Regions from separate parts of the Capra hircus genome. Here region 2 is linked to region 1. The links are chromatin contacts, called in public Hi-C maps. All regions are on one chromosome and are shown on one strand. The core of a region is the stretch at or near the end of the contact, and the rest is flanking DNA. Distances in the headings are between cores, read along the strand shown.

The links. Hi-C and Micro-C count contacts between places; a contact is called where the count stands out from the background.
Region 2: a contact with region 1 is called in a Hi-C map of blood, with 4 times the contacts expected there. The contact joins the promoter of CACNA2D4 here to the enhancer-like site in region 1. A contact is called at or near these places in 2 of 5 Hi-C or Micro-C datasets (both in blood).

Annotation. Positions count from the first base shown.
Region 1 is chr5:107,079,742-107,086,622 of ARS1.2, reverse strand. No RefSeq gene overlaps it. Among named protein-coding and RNA genes, the nearest start is that of FBXL14, 45 kb to the right of the region's middle. Within about 2 kb of position 2,767, at least 2 of the 5 cell types and tissues checked have an H3K27ac peak or open chromatin away from gene starts, as enhancers often do.
Region 2 is chr5:107,219,993-107,226,873 of ARS1.2, reverse strand. It overlaps CACNA2D4 (voltage-dependent calcium channel subunit alpha-2/delta-4), which reads left to right and starts at 3,871. Exons shown (of 38, transcript XM_018049066.1): 1 at 3,871-4,016; 2 at 5,601-5,682. The coding sequence starts at 3,871.

The DNA.
Region 1 (6,881 bases), core at 1,518-4,017:
AGCAGTGGGAGCGCAACATTCTAACCACTGGACCCCCAGGGACTCTTGAGATAATGGATTTACACTAAGCTCATCATGGTCATCATCTCAGAATATGTGTAAGTCAGGTGCTGGTCCCCTAAAACTTAGTGAGTCAGTTACATTTTAAAAAAATAAAAAATAAAACTGAAAGAAAAAAAAAAAAGAAAAAACAAATAAAGCATTTCCCTACATGCAATGCAAACAAACAAGCAACACCAAGACAAAACAAAACAAAAACCCCAAACAAAAACCTCCATGTTCTGATTTCTAAACAATTTCACTTCCCCTGTTCTGTTAAGAAGTGAGCAGACACAGTAAGAGGTCCCCACCCCGCCCCGGGAGTGAAGTTTGTTCTCAATGTTTCTGTCCTAGATGGTATCTGAAGGCATGGATGTGACCTCAGCAGAGGACCCAGGCACCCAGTCAGTATTCTCCAGCTCAGAAAGAAGAGCAGGCGCATGCGGGCAGGACGTGTCAGGGCCAGGGGCACAGGATGTGTTCCTCCGGGCAGGTTTGGACCAGCCCACCCTGCATGTTCATGTTCTGAGTAAGCGCTGGGACACTTGCAGGGTGTCTGCCAGCTTGCAGGGTGACACCCCGCTCACTCCCTCTCCCAGGGAGCAGAATGTCCCCGTCTGATGAATGGGCATTGTTCTCAGGGACTTGGTAAGTCAATTGTTTAGAGTTAGAAGGCATTTCCCCAGATAAACAAGGGAATGTGTGAGCTTTGCTGTTCAGGGCATCTGTAGACAACTGCTTGCCTCACTGAAATCAAGGCCAGGATGATGGTAGCAGAACCACCACCCTGAGTAAAGACCTGCTTCTCAACTTGTATCCTCTGTGACTGTGGAGCAGTCCCAGGTCTGGGCCCTCCACGTGGCTGCGTGGCCTGGGGTGTAGGCAGCGAGGAGACGGGGCTCTGAGTGGGTGGCCAGACCCTGTGGAGGGTGGAGTAAGGGCCTGGTTCCTTGGCCACATCTTCCAGAGGTCCAGGGTTGGGCTTGCTTCCTTGCTGCTTCTGTGCAAGGTTTCTTTGCCCTTTTGAAGTTCCCTAAGGTCCAGAAACAGCAGGAAATAGACTTAAAAAGTGGTTTCCAGACTTTCCTGTGGTTGATTCCACCTTCAAATGCAGAGGATTCAGGTTTGATCCCTGGAGGAGGAACTAGGGTCCCACTTGCCACACAGTGCAGCCAAAAAAAATTTTTTTAATATATTTTTTTAATGACTTCTTTTGGAAGAGCACAGTGGTCCCCTTCTCAAGAAAGATCAAAGTCAACCTAGAGAAGAACGGTGAATTTCTGGGTATACGAAAAGCCAAACGAATCCAGATTAGATTCCTTGCATTTTCGATTGGCTCTGATCAAGTACGTGCATGCATCCTCAGTCATGTCTGACTCTTTTCGAATCCCGGACTATAGCCCACCAGGCTCCTCTGTCCATGGGATTCTCCAGGCAAGCGAACTGGAGTGGGTTGCCATTTCCTCCTCCTGGGGTCTTTCCAACCCAGGGATCGAACCCTCATCTCCTGCATTGGCAGGCAGGTTCTTTACCACTGAGCCACCTGTGAAGCCGCAACTTTGACTGAGAGATGATTCCAAAGATCTTACATGTCATAGTTGTGTGCTTTTTAAAAACCATGTTACCTTTGATCTTGCCTTGATACAAGTACCAATATCTCAGCCTTTAAAAAGACCTTATGGGACTTCCCTGGGAGTCCAGTTAAAACTCTGCACTTCAACCACAGCAAGCACGGCTTTGATCCCTGATCTGGGAATTAAGATCCCACATGCCGCACTGTGAAGCCCAAATGTATAAAGAAAAAAATAAACTAGGCCACAGTGAACTTTCTACACATGTATTTTAAAAAATCATAAAATTTTAAAAAATAAGACTTAATGTTTTACAGAAAGCTTTCATAGCCTCTATCTTATCTGAAGGAAATATATTATGGTGGCTCAGATGGTAAAGAATCTGCCTGCGATGTGGGAGTCCCAGGTTCGAACCCTGGGTTGGGAAGATCCCCTGGAGAAGGGAATGGCTACCCACTCCACTATTCTTGCCTGGAGAATCCCATGGACAGAGAAGCCTGAGACACAGTCCATGGGGTCGAAAAGAGTCAGACATGACTGAGCAACTAACACATATTATGATCCCTGTTTTATTGCTAAGGGAACTGCCTGAGATGACTTGGCCCATCCTCTGCACCAAACCTGAGCCTGTCCTGGTGTGTGTGGTTAGCTCCCCTGAGGGAGGCAGGCCTCACAGTCCTGTAGCTGAAATGAGTCTCCAGGGAGTATCTGGTTTTCAACCTGTCTCCAGACACTACTAAAGTTCCCCAAACATCTCAATGCCCCTTATTTCCTTAAACTTCTCTGGGGAGTGAAATCTATAACTCTCAGTTACCTATCCTGGTGACAAATAGTTTCTTTCTGCTTAGAAAGATAGCCTTTATTTCCACTTTGGTTCTTTTTGTTACCAAAAAAAAAAAAAAAGTCTATTTGGCCAAGAGAGTGTTTTGGTTTTTTTCATTTTTGTTTTTTAACCACTTTGTGGGGAATACACAATAAGGGGCTCAGAAAACAAGCCAGGGATCACTGGGTCAGTCCACAGCACACCTAAATACCAGCTAAGAGTGGGAGTGGGCACACTGCTCAAAGTTCTTGCCTGTCTCTGTGGCAGCCGAGCTTCACAAAGCCCGCCTCGGAGCAGGAAGCACTGGATAACAAACCAAAGCCTGGAATCCAGGGCTGCATCCAGGGCTCTTGCACAAGCCAAGAGCAGAGCCGGGCCGGAATTCTGGTGTCTGACTCTGGGGTTAAGAAGCAAGTCCCTATCTTACAGGGTCACACTGACCTGTAGCTTAACAGAATTTTTATCTGGAAAAGCCCTCAATTTGTGGCCAGACTCAGGACTGGTAGAAGCAGAAGCAGAGGTGACCGCAGGGGCTTTCTTTAGCGAGAACGTGACATCCACGTGCTGGCTGGCGGCCTCTGCTGGCTGGTCCCTGGCCAGGGTGGGCGGAGGGCATGCAGTGGCCAGCTCTGCCCTGCCCAGACCTATGTGGGTACTGGCATCCACAGAGGCTCCTCTCGGGCTGCTGTCCCCTGGACTGGGACCAGCTGAGCGCCCCTTCAGTGCACATTGTGTCCTCTGGGTTTCTCCAAAGCTAGACGGGCCCATGATGAAGCCAAGCTCAAGGCTCAGGTCTGCCTCCAAGAAATGCCCTCCTTATCTGGTCATCCAAAGGGGTCCAACTGACCATAGCAGAGGTTAGAAACAGGTCTAGGAAGTTATTATCCGTTCACACGTCTTACGAAGGAGGAGGCTTTGGGGACAGACTGTACTGATTTTAGTTTCTTGTGTGTGTGTGTGTGTGTGTGAGCTCAGTCGTGCCTGACTTTCGCAACCCCATCCACTGTAGTGTGCCAGGCTCCTCTGTCATGGGATTTCCCAGGCAAGAATACTGGGATGGGTTGCCATTTCCTTCTCCAGGGGATCTTCCTGGTCTAGAGATCGAACCTGTGTCTCTTACGTCTCCTGCATTGGCAGGTGGGTTCTTCACCATTAGCGCCACCTGGGGAGATGCTATCAGGAAGGCCCAATGTCCGCTCGTGCAGAGTCAGTTTTGAGTGCCTAGACACTGACTTCTAGCAGGCTGATGCCCTTCACGCTTTTAAACCCAGCTCTTCTGCAAACAGCTGTCTCCCCTGTGTGCAAGGCAGATTCTCTGAGCCCACAGCCCTGCACAGCTGGTCCTCTTACCTTAGGTTGAGGACAGCCTTGTGCCTCCATCAGAAGAAATTTCCCTGCTCACCCTCCTCATCCTAAATTCATGGTGGTCTGAGGGGCAGATCAGTGCGCACATCTGAGGCTCAGAAGGAAACAGGCCCCTCTTACTTCACATCCTGGGATCACTCAGAAACCCACCAAGGGGACAGAAGGGCCCCTGGAGTCAGTCAGCATCAGCTAGCAGCTGTGTGAGTCAGAGGATGTTCCTTCGCTTCTCTGAGTCTTTCCTCCCATCCGGAACTTGTGGATAATGACACCAACCTTGCGGAGGTACCGAGGGAATTATAGATGATGTACGCAGAGCAGCTGGTACAGTCAGTCCTCTGTGGAAACTACAGTGACTCCCCACCTCTGGGATGATGACCATCAAGCAAGAAGAGCATCTGGCTGCCGGCTCGGAGGCTGACCCAAGCCACTTCCGAGCCCGAGCTCCATTATCATCACCCATGTCTCAGTGGCCCATCCCAGCTGGACTGGGCACTCCCCTCATCATCCTTCCACACTCAATTTTTAACAAATTAGTGAAATATGGGAGTTCCCTGGAGGTCCAGTGGCTGGGACTCTGAGCTCTCACTGCGAGGGACCGGGCTTAATCCCTGGCTGGGGAATTTTGTGCTGTGTGTTGTTACTAGGTCACGTTCGACTTTTGTGACCTTGTGGACTGTACCCCGCCAGGCTCCTCTGTCCATGGGATTCTCCAGGCAAGAATCTGGAGTGGGTTGCCATGTCCTCCTCCGGGGGATCTTCCCAGCCCAGGAACAGACAGCTGTTTGCAAAAGAGCTGGGTTTAATGTGTGAAGGGGATCCACCTACTAGAGGTCTCGCAGTGTGGAAAAAAAGAATTAGTAAAATCACACTGACCTGATTCTTCCCAAATGTGTTCAAATGAAACATCGAAAACTCAGCTGTTCTGCTTCCCAGAGTCTGTTTCTGGCACAAGGACCCCACGACCAGCTTTTGAACTAAAGTGTGAGTGGCAGACGCTGGGCTGGAGCTGGTGAAACAGCGACACCGTGTGGCCAGACAGGAGCGCAGCCAGGCGAGGAGCTGGGGACCTGGCCGTGGCTCAGGGAGATGGAGGTTAGGTCCCCACCAAGGAAGGAACACAGCCCCTTACATGTGCGAGTGGACTCACGTCCTTGTCCACAAACGCTCCTCTCGTCCTCAGCCCAAGACGGGAAAGCAGGACCATGAGTGCTCTCCAATCAGAAGGATGCAAGCAGGCGGCCGCAGGGCATTTGAAGACGGCAAATTCCACATTTGCCATCTCTGCTCCCAAGGGCCCTGGGAGATTTACAGGAACATCTGGCCACCCTCATCCCTCCTGGATGTTTCTTTTTGGTGAGGACTCCAGCCCTGCCGGCCAGGGGGTGCAAAGGAAGCAGCTGGCACCGTAGTCATTACCCTCAAAGGGGAATATCTTTATTTTGTTGTTGCTTTTTAATTGCTTTAAAAAATCTTTTTCTTCTTCCTCAAAGGGACGTGTCTTTACAATTTGGTTTTGGCGAGGCAGCATGCCGGACCTGATCCCCAACCAGCGATAGAACCTGAACCCCCTGCAGTGGCAATGCCCATCCCTCATCATTGGACTGCGAGGGACGTCCCAAAGGGAAGTATATTTAAATCATTAGCAGGAACTCCTGACCCTTCAAGTCGAGCTCAGGGTAAAACAGTCTACATTCTGGGACGGAACGGCAGCAGGTTTGTCACCGTGCGGGGACACCCAGACGGTGTCCAGTCTGGGGACACCTCTTAGCAGTTTTACCCCCTTAGCCCTGCGAGACAGAGAAAGGCTTCACCTCGACCCTGAAGGTTTTGAGGGAGCAGGGGCCCCCTTCACACTCGGACTGGGCTCAGGTTTTCACCCCTTTGAGGAAAGTCTCAGGACCGGCCCCACAATCACATGATGTCATGGATAAGGGACTTTGTTTGACCGTGTCCAGAGTAAACAGTTAGCAGTCTGCATGGGACAACAGCCATTTTGCTTTTTTGCATTTCTTTTCCATGGGGATGGTCTTGATCCCTGCCTCCTGTACAAAGTCACAAACCTCATTCCATAGTTCATCAGGCACTCTATCTATCAGATCTAGGCCCTTAAATCTATTTCTCACTTCCACTGTATAATCATTAAGGATTTGATTTAGGTCATACCTGAATGGTCTAGCAGTTTTCCCTACTTTCTTCAATTTCAGTCTGAATTTGGCAATAAGGAGTTCATGATCTGAGCCACAGTCAACTCCTGGTCTTGTTTTTGTTGACTGTATAGAGCTTCTCCATCTTTGGCTGCAAAGAATATAATCAATCTGATTTCGGTGTTGACCACTGGTGATGTCTGTGAAAAGAAGAGAGGAGAAAAGCAAAGGAGAAAAGGAAAGATATAAGCATCTGAATGCAGAGTTCCAAAGAATAGCAAGAAGAGATAAGAAAGCCTTCTTCAGCGATCAATGCAAAGAAATAGATGGAAAAAACAGAATGGGAAAGATTAGAGATCTCTTCAAGAAAATTAGATACCAAGGGAACATTTCATGCAAAGATGGGCTCGATAAAGGACAGAAATGGTACGGACCTAACAGAAGCAGAAGATATTAAGAAGAGGTGGCAAGAATACACGGAAGAACTGTACAAAAAAGATCTTCACGACCCAGATAATCATGATGATGTGATCATTAATCTATTACTACTACCCACCAGGCTCCCCCGTCCCTGGATTCTCCAGGCAAGAACACTGGAGTGGGTTGCCATTTCCTTCTCCAATGCATGAAAGTGAAAAGTGAAAGTGAAGTCGCTCAGTCATGTTCGACTCTTAGCGACCCCATGGACTGCAGCCTACCAGGCTCCTCCGTCCATGGGATTTTCCAGGCAAGAGTACTGGAGTGGGGTGCCATTGCCTTCTCCGGATCACTAATCTAGAGCCAGACATCTTGGAATGTGAAGTCAAGTGGGCCTTAGAAAGCATCACTACGAACAAAGCTAGTGGAGGTGATGGAATTCCAGATGAGCTGTTTCAAATCCTGAAAGATGATGCTGTGAAAGTGCTGCACTCAATATGCCAGCAAGTTTGGAAAACTCAG
Region 2 (6,881 bases), core at 2,622-5,121, 140 kb before region 1:
CATCCCCCCCTTCCAGGGCTTGCCCAATAGAAACAGGGGCAGAGGCCAAGCAGGGCCACAGAGGGGGCTCAGGCCCCTCGTGGAGCCGCTGTGGGCCTGTGGTGCAGCAGCTGGCAAGATACGGGCCTGGGAGGAAGCTGGGTCAGCTCGTGATGGGCCTGGGACTGTGGAACAAGCTCTGGCTTTTACTCTCATCAAGGTGAGCAGCTGCTGGGTCCTCTGAGCAGAGTGACATGGTCTGACTTACGTTTTCAGATGGCTTCCATGGACCTCCCTGGCGGTCCAGTGGTTAAGAGTCTGCGTTTCCACTGCAGGGGACACAGGTTCAATCCCTGGTTGGGGAACTAAGATCCCGCATGCCAGAAGACGTGGCCAATAAACAAATAAATATTTAAAACAAAAAAAGTAAAAGGACTCAGTTTCTGGGTTAGAAATGGACTGAATGGGTGTGAGGGCAGAGTCTCGCTGTCAGAGGCCCTGCACTCACGATGGGGTGATTGGAGGAAAGTTTCTTTTCCAAAGAAACCCGAGTCCAGCCACTGTGCTGTAGGAAAATCAAGCAGCCCATGAGGAGGGGAAGCAGGTCTCCCAGCCTCAGCCCCTGCTGAGGTCCCAGCCGACAGCCAGCAGCGACCTGCGGAACGTGTGAGCAAACCCTCCTGTAGGTGGACCCGCCGGCCCCCACTGAGCTGCCCAAGCTGACACCACGTGGGATACCAATGAGCCTTTTCTGTGGAGCCTTGCCCAAAACACACACTCAGGAGCTAAACAGATAATTGCTTTTATTTTTAAGCCGCTAAGTATAACTTTGCAGTAATAAACAATGAGAGTCTCACTTCTTACCAAAAAGTGTTTACAGCATTATATACCCACAGTTCCCTGCTTTTGCTCCTTCTGTTTCTCCTATCCTATCTGTTCTGTCCCTTCGAGTCTCCAACTGGTGAACTCCTGTTCATCCTTCAAAGCCCAATTCAAATGTCCTTTTCACTATGGAGGATTTCCCTAAAATTGCTCCCTGCCTTCTTCCCACCACAAGGAGAGAATAAATGTCTCTTCTATCCATACTATGCTGCTAAATACTTCACTTAGACATGATGGCACTCAGCTGAGTGGTGGCTTTGAGACCAGAGTCCCTGGATAGATTCTAAGTATTTATCTCAAGCATCATGTCCACCCTTCCTTCCAATCTGTGCCTCACATCTCCAGGGCATGGTGGGGGCCTGACACCAGGAAGATTCCCTAGAAAAGAGGGTTAAATGTAGGGAAGTTGAGATGAAAGACTGAAATACTCTTCCCCTTGTGGGAATAAAAGCTGGATGTAAGAATAAAGCCAGATGTAAGTTCCCTCCTTCCTGGCCGACAGCTGAGTGCTGAGCCCTGAGGTCTGAAGGTCAGAGGCCTCTCTGAGTTTGGTAATGCCCTTAGCTATTGCTCTGGTCATTTTATTCCTGCTAAGAAATGCCCCCTCTGAAGCACTCAACTCTGAAGCCCTCTGCCCTCCCCACCGAGCCCCTGCAGGCCTGGGGAGTCACAAGTGGTGCAGTAAGGGGGCCCATAGCTGGAGCGGGCCAGAGTGGACAACGTGTGCACAGCGAGCTGTGTCTCAGAGAGGCTGGAAAGGCGTGCTTCTTTGCACAGCCTGTTGGGGCACACCCAGTGCTTTACCCCACCATCAGCCTGCTTCTTTGCAAGAAGTCTTCGGGCTTCCCAGCAGATCTGAGGGGCTGGGGAACCAAGTCACCCCCGCGTCTGTGATGTGGACAGGACTTCCTAGCAGCTGCAGGGCTTAGAGCGTCAGAGTCAGGCAGCGGCCACAGTGAGCAGGTACCAGAACTGGGCGGGGCGGGCCGGGGGGTCATGGCTCACGTCACGTGGGGAGTCACCCACAGCAGACACGGAACACGGGTGCAGAGGGAGGCACAAAAGGGAGCGTTTATTTAAAATAACAGTGTCTGGGGGAGGGAGTAATTAGGAGTTTAGGATTAACAGACAAACACTACTATATATAAAATAGATAAACCAGGCCCTACTGTGTAGCACAGGGAAATATATTCAATATCTTGTAATAACCTATAATGGAAAAGAATCCAAAAATAGTGGTCTATGTGTATGCATAACTGAATCACTTTGCTATACACCTGAGACGTTATAAATCAACTATACTTTAATTTTTTAATTGAAAAACAAAAAATTAAAGTAAAAATAAAATGAGAGTTACTCCAAATGACAAACTTTAAGAAGTGGGTGAATACCCCAAAAATCACAAAACCTAGAAAAGTCACAGATTCTTTTTATTTGCTAATTGACCAATACCCATCTGTGGCACTTTTTCTAAATTTGTTATGATTCAAAATGAAGAGTATGCAGAATTCTCCTGAAACCCAGCATTCCTAGGAGCTAAATTCCAGCATCTGTAGCGATCGATGCCCCTCCTGGCACGCAGCACTGACTCCCCACCAGAGATGCACAGGAGTTTGTCATGGGAATCCTTGCTTCTCCGGGCGTTTCTCTGCTTTTGTGGCAGCCCCATGCCCTGTTTTGCAGGAAGCAGCGAGTTTGATCAGGACAAGATTCATCAACCAAGAAGCACTCTGAATGGTGGCAGGGGTGGATGTGGCCTCATATGGCACTATTGCCAGTTTGGGCCCACAGAGACAAGAATTTTCATCAAATCCTGTTGTGTGTAATTCCTGTCGGAAGAGAAGACAGCATATGTCATGTTTATAATTATGGGCAATCAGTGTCGACTGCTTCCTAACAGGAGCACCAGGCCTGGAGAGAACCAGGTCCCTCACTGACCACTTTGTTCCATTGTGGGTAGAATCTTCTGCAGATGAGCTTGTGGTTTTGTTTCTCTCCCCTCCCGCACACTGCTAGCGGGGGATGCTGTGAGGTGGTCACGCTGCTGCTGGGGGTGGTCCTGTTGTGGGGCAGCAGCCCTGAGGGCAGGCGGTGAGTGTCCCTGGAGCCACCCTGCCGGGACGGCTGGAGACAACAGTCTAGGTAGCTACACAAGCCAGACTCATTGTATCCCCACTCGGCTTCCTCTCGGCCGGACCCCTGCGGCCCACAGTGCCCCCAGGTCCACCTAGGATGGGGGAAATCAGACAGTGGGCCTGAGATGCAGATGGACGTAGGCCTTGACCAGCAGCGGCTGGACGAGCATTAGGGGCTGGATCTGTGCAAGGGGTGGGGAGGGCGGGGGGGCGAGGATGGAGCTTCCCAGAAAATGGGTCCCCAACCTAGAACCAGGTGAGATGTGGGGCACTTGGGGCCGCTGACTGTGGACATTATCTGTGACCTGGCCGAAGGCAGCGGGCTGGACGTGGGAGCCCAGGCAGAGACACCCTGTCCCCTCACCTCCCTGAGCAAATGGGGATACTCACACGGACCCCAGGATGGCTCTGAGGTTTCAGGAGCAGATTCGTCACAGGGTCAGGGTTGCTGCATCGTCTCCTGGGTCCAGGGACTGGTCTGCCTCTGTGACATGGGAGCCTGAGGCTCACACGTGGTGAGCCGGCCCCCACTTCTGAAACCAGGATAATCCCACTGAGGTCCCTGCCGCCACCCTCCTGCTGCCGGGCGGGGATTAGAGAAGAGGCCGGCAGATTAACTGGCTCATTCTGTCCCAGCCTCTCCTGTCAGTCCCTCTCCTGGGAGCCTGCTGCTCAGGTGGGGCCGCCCCTCTGCAGGACAGACAGGGGAGCCCCCTCCTCACGCACAGACACTGCAGCCAGGACCCCACTGGAAGCTGGGGAACCACAGGCTTGTCCAGACCCGGAAGCAGAAGGTGTGGGGCCGTGCGAGGGGTCTGGGCAGACAGAGCTCAGGGTCTGAGGCTGCTCCCCAGCCTCATCCCACAGGGGGACCATGCCTGGGCCCCTGAGCATCCATGCAGACCCCAGCCCCACCTCTGTGGCCTGGGCCTCCCTGCGGAAGACAGCGATCCTCCTGTGCCTGCTGTCCAGCACATCCCTGCCCCCAACACAGGGGCAGGTCAGGATCCCTGTGGAAACGTAAGCCTCGAGGCCAGCCCCCTGCCCCAGAGACCCTTTCCTCCCTCCCCACCCCTCCCCGGCCCATCTCAGTCCTCGCCCCCCAGTCCCCCTATCCTTTTCTCCTGTGAAACTCTTCTCTTTCCCAAACCTCTGCCATTTAGGGCCCCACCCCCATCCCCTCCCCAGACCTGATCATGGAGGTCCCCACAACTCCTGGCACCCTCAGCACCTGGGGGGTGATTGCGGGATGAGCAGTTGGAGTGGGAGCCGAGTTGCTGGAAGTGACCATCAGGGTCCCCCAAGGATTTGCCAGGAAACCCACATCTCGACATTATGAGGGTAAACAGGCCTAAACTGACCACCAGCTTGTGCAGCCAGGAGTCAGGGAGAGTGAAGGGGGTTCCCCATTCCCTTTTTATGCCTGTCTGCCTCCCTCTTGGCCCCAGTCCTACATTCTGTCACTAAGAGCAGCTCCAGGGAAGCTTCCAGTCATTCTGTGTATAAACTACTGTGTGGCTCCGTGGGGGTGTCTGGTCTTTAGTGCTTAGTTCTGGTGGCTCCGTTAAATACAGTTTCAATTGGGATGGGTGCAGAGCATCCTGGACTAAAGGGGCTACCTGTTCATCACACCTGAGCCCAGCACAAGTCAGACTGCTGTCAGCCTTGGTCTTACAGAAGGGGGCCCTGCAGCCCACGGATGCCCGGGGTTTGTGTGGGGCTGAGCCGTGCACGAGGTTTGAGGTCCACTGTCCCCATGGAGGGGGTCCCACCTCTACTTTGTCACCTGCCTGCGGCCCCAGCCTCCCAGACACAGCTCAGAGGTTCGGCCTCTCTGCCTCACATCCCCCCACCAAGCCTTTAGAAGAGGAGTCGTGGCCCCAGGGTGACCTGCAAGGGGCAGCTGGAGGACAGCTGGCTGAGAAGCTGCATCTGTGCACGTCCTCAGGGTCTCCCGCCCAACCTGCCCACGCTCAGCCTCGCTCCCTTCTCTCTAGCCCTCGGGGTGTGGGGTTAGGGCTTGGCTCTGGGTGGTCAGCTCTGCCCCTCAGCGGGGTCCTAGCCAAGGGGTTCTGATCATAGTGTAACTGTTGAGTCCTGACGGGTCCTCTGGATCCCTGCCCTACAGGGGGTGGACTGTGTTGGTGTGTTTTCCTTGGTGTACGGCAGTGTGTAATTGTGTGTGTGCCTGTGTGTGTCCCTGTCTACCTGTATGTCTATGTTATGTGTGTCTCTGCATGATTGTGCGGGTTTGTGTATGTGCATCAGTGGGTGTCTCTGCGTGTAGACACAGGCTTCCTATGTACATGCGTCTGTGTGCATCTGTCTGTGTGTGTGTGCATACGTGTATACATGTGTGTGCATGGGTGTGCATCTTTGTGTCTTTGTGTCTGTGTGCATGCATGTGTGTGTGCAAGGGTGTGTGTACGTGTGTGTGCGTGTGTACACACACGTGTGTGTCTGCACATGCATGTGTGCATCTGTCTGTGTGCACGTGTGCGCATCTTTGTGCCTCCATGTGTATGTGCACGTGTGTGCATTCATGTGTGCATGCACGTGTGTGTGCGTGCGTGCATGCACACATGTACTCCTTCTGTCCGGCAGAGTGAAGCTGTGGGCAGACACTTTTGGCCGGGACCTGTATAACACTGTCACCAAGTACTCAGGCTCCCTCCTGCTGCAGAAGGTCAGTCCACCTAGGGCGGCTGGGCAGTCAGCCAGGTGATCAGAGCCAGGGACTCCGTCCTGGTGGGGAAGCAGGATGTCTGTGCTTATGAAGGGCCCTGGGGACCATCTAATCCAATCCCCATTTCAGACGGTGAAACTGAGGCCCAGGGAGGGGAATGATTCGCCCAAGACACAGAGCAAGCTGGTGGGATGTCAGCTCAGGGGCCGGGAAGCCAACCCTGAGATGGGATCCGGGAACAAGAGGTTGTGGGGGTGAGGGACCAATGGGAGAGGGAGTGGGTGGGCCAGATGCAGGCCCCACACTGGGGAGCAGGCAGGGGCCAGCGGAGAGCCGCCCACTCAGTGCTCCACCCTGCCTGCCACGGTGTCCTAGCTGCAGGGCCCCTGGGTGGGAGCTGGCAAACCCTGCCATGAGTAGTTCACTGCTCTGTCGATTAAAGATGACCCGCCGGGTTCTCACTAGACCCCTTAAGCTCCAGTCCCCCTGGCATCACGACTTCCAGACCCTCACAAAGGAGGGTGCTGCTGTCCCACTGCCCATGGCTGAGGGTCCGTGTTCCCCTTCTTCTCCCCTCTGCAGCTTCAGATTGTTTCCTAAGCACTGCTGAAGGAGCCCTTGGCTTTTAAGGTCATGCCTGTCCCCTCCAGCTGTCCTGGCCCTGGGCAGGTAGCAATGCCAGCTCCCCCTGACTCCCCTCACTCTCCCCATCGCCACACCAGCCCCTCAGCCAAGCAAGTTTCCTCCGATTTTCTCCTTCCTCTGACTCATGAGGGAGCTGGAGACGTGGCTGTTTGGGGTGAAAGCCATGGACCTGCAATTTGGGGACTAAGTAACTCGTGCCCAGATGGCTTCCCGGGGCCCAGACAGTGACTCAGCGGCCCTCTTAGTGCCCAGGCTCACTGGCCAAGGGTCAGGCAGTGCCCAGCCCTGCGGCTCACAGGGTGTGGGGTTGGGCACCAAGATCTCGAGCCTCGCAGCCCCTGAGAGCCATCCCTAGAGGCAGCATGTGGAGGCCCAGCCCCTGAGCAGCTGTGTGACCTCAGTTGAGTTTCACGACCTCTCTGGGCCTCAACCTCTCCCTCTGACAGATATGAATCAGAGGACGTCTGATAAGAGAAGTCATTTGTCATCTGCATGGGAGGTTTTGGAGGAGACAAGGCCATCCTGGCCCCGGTGTGAACATCCAGTGGGAGGGC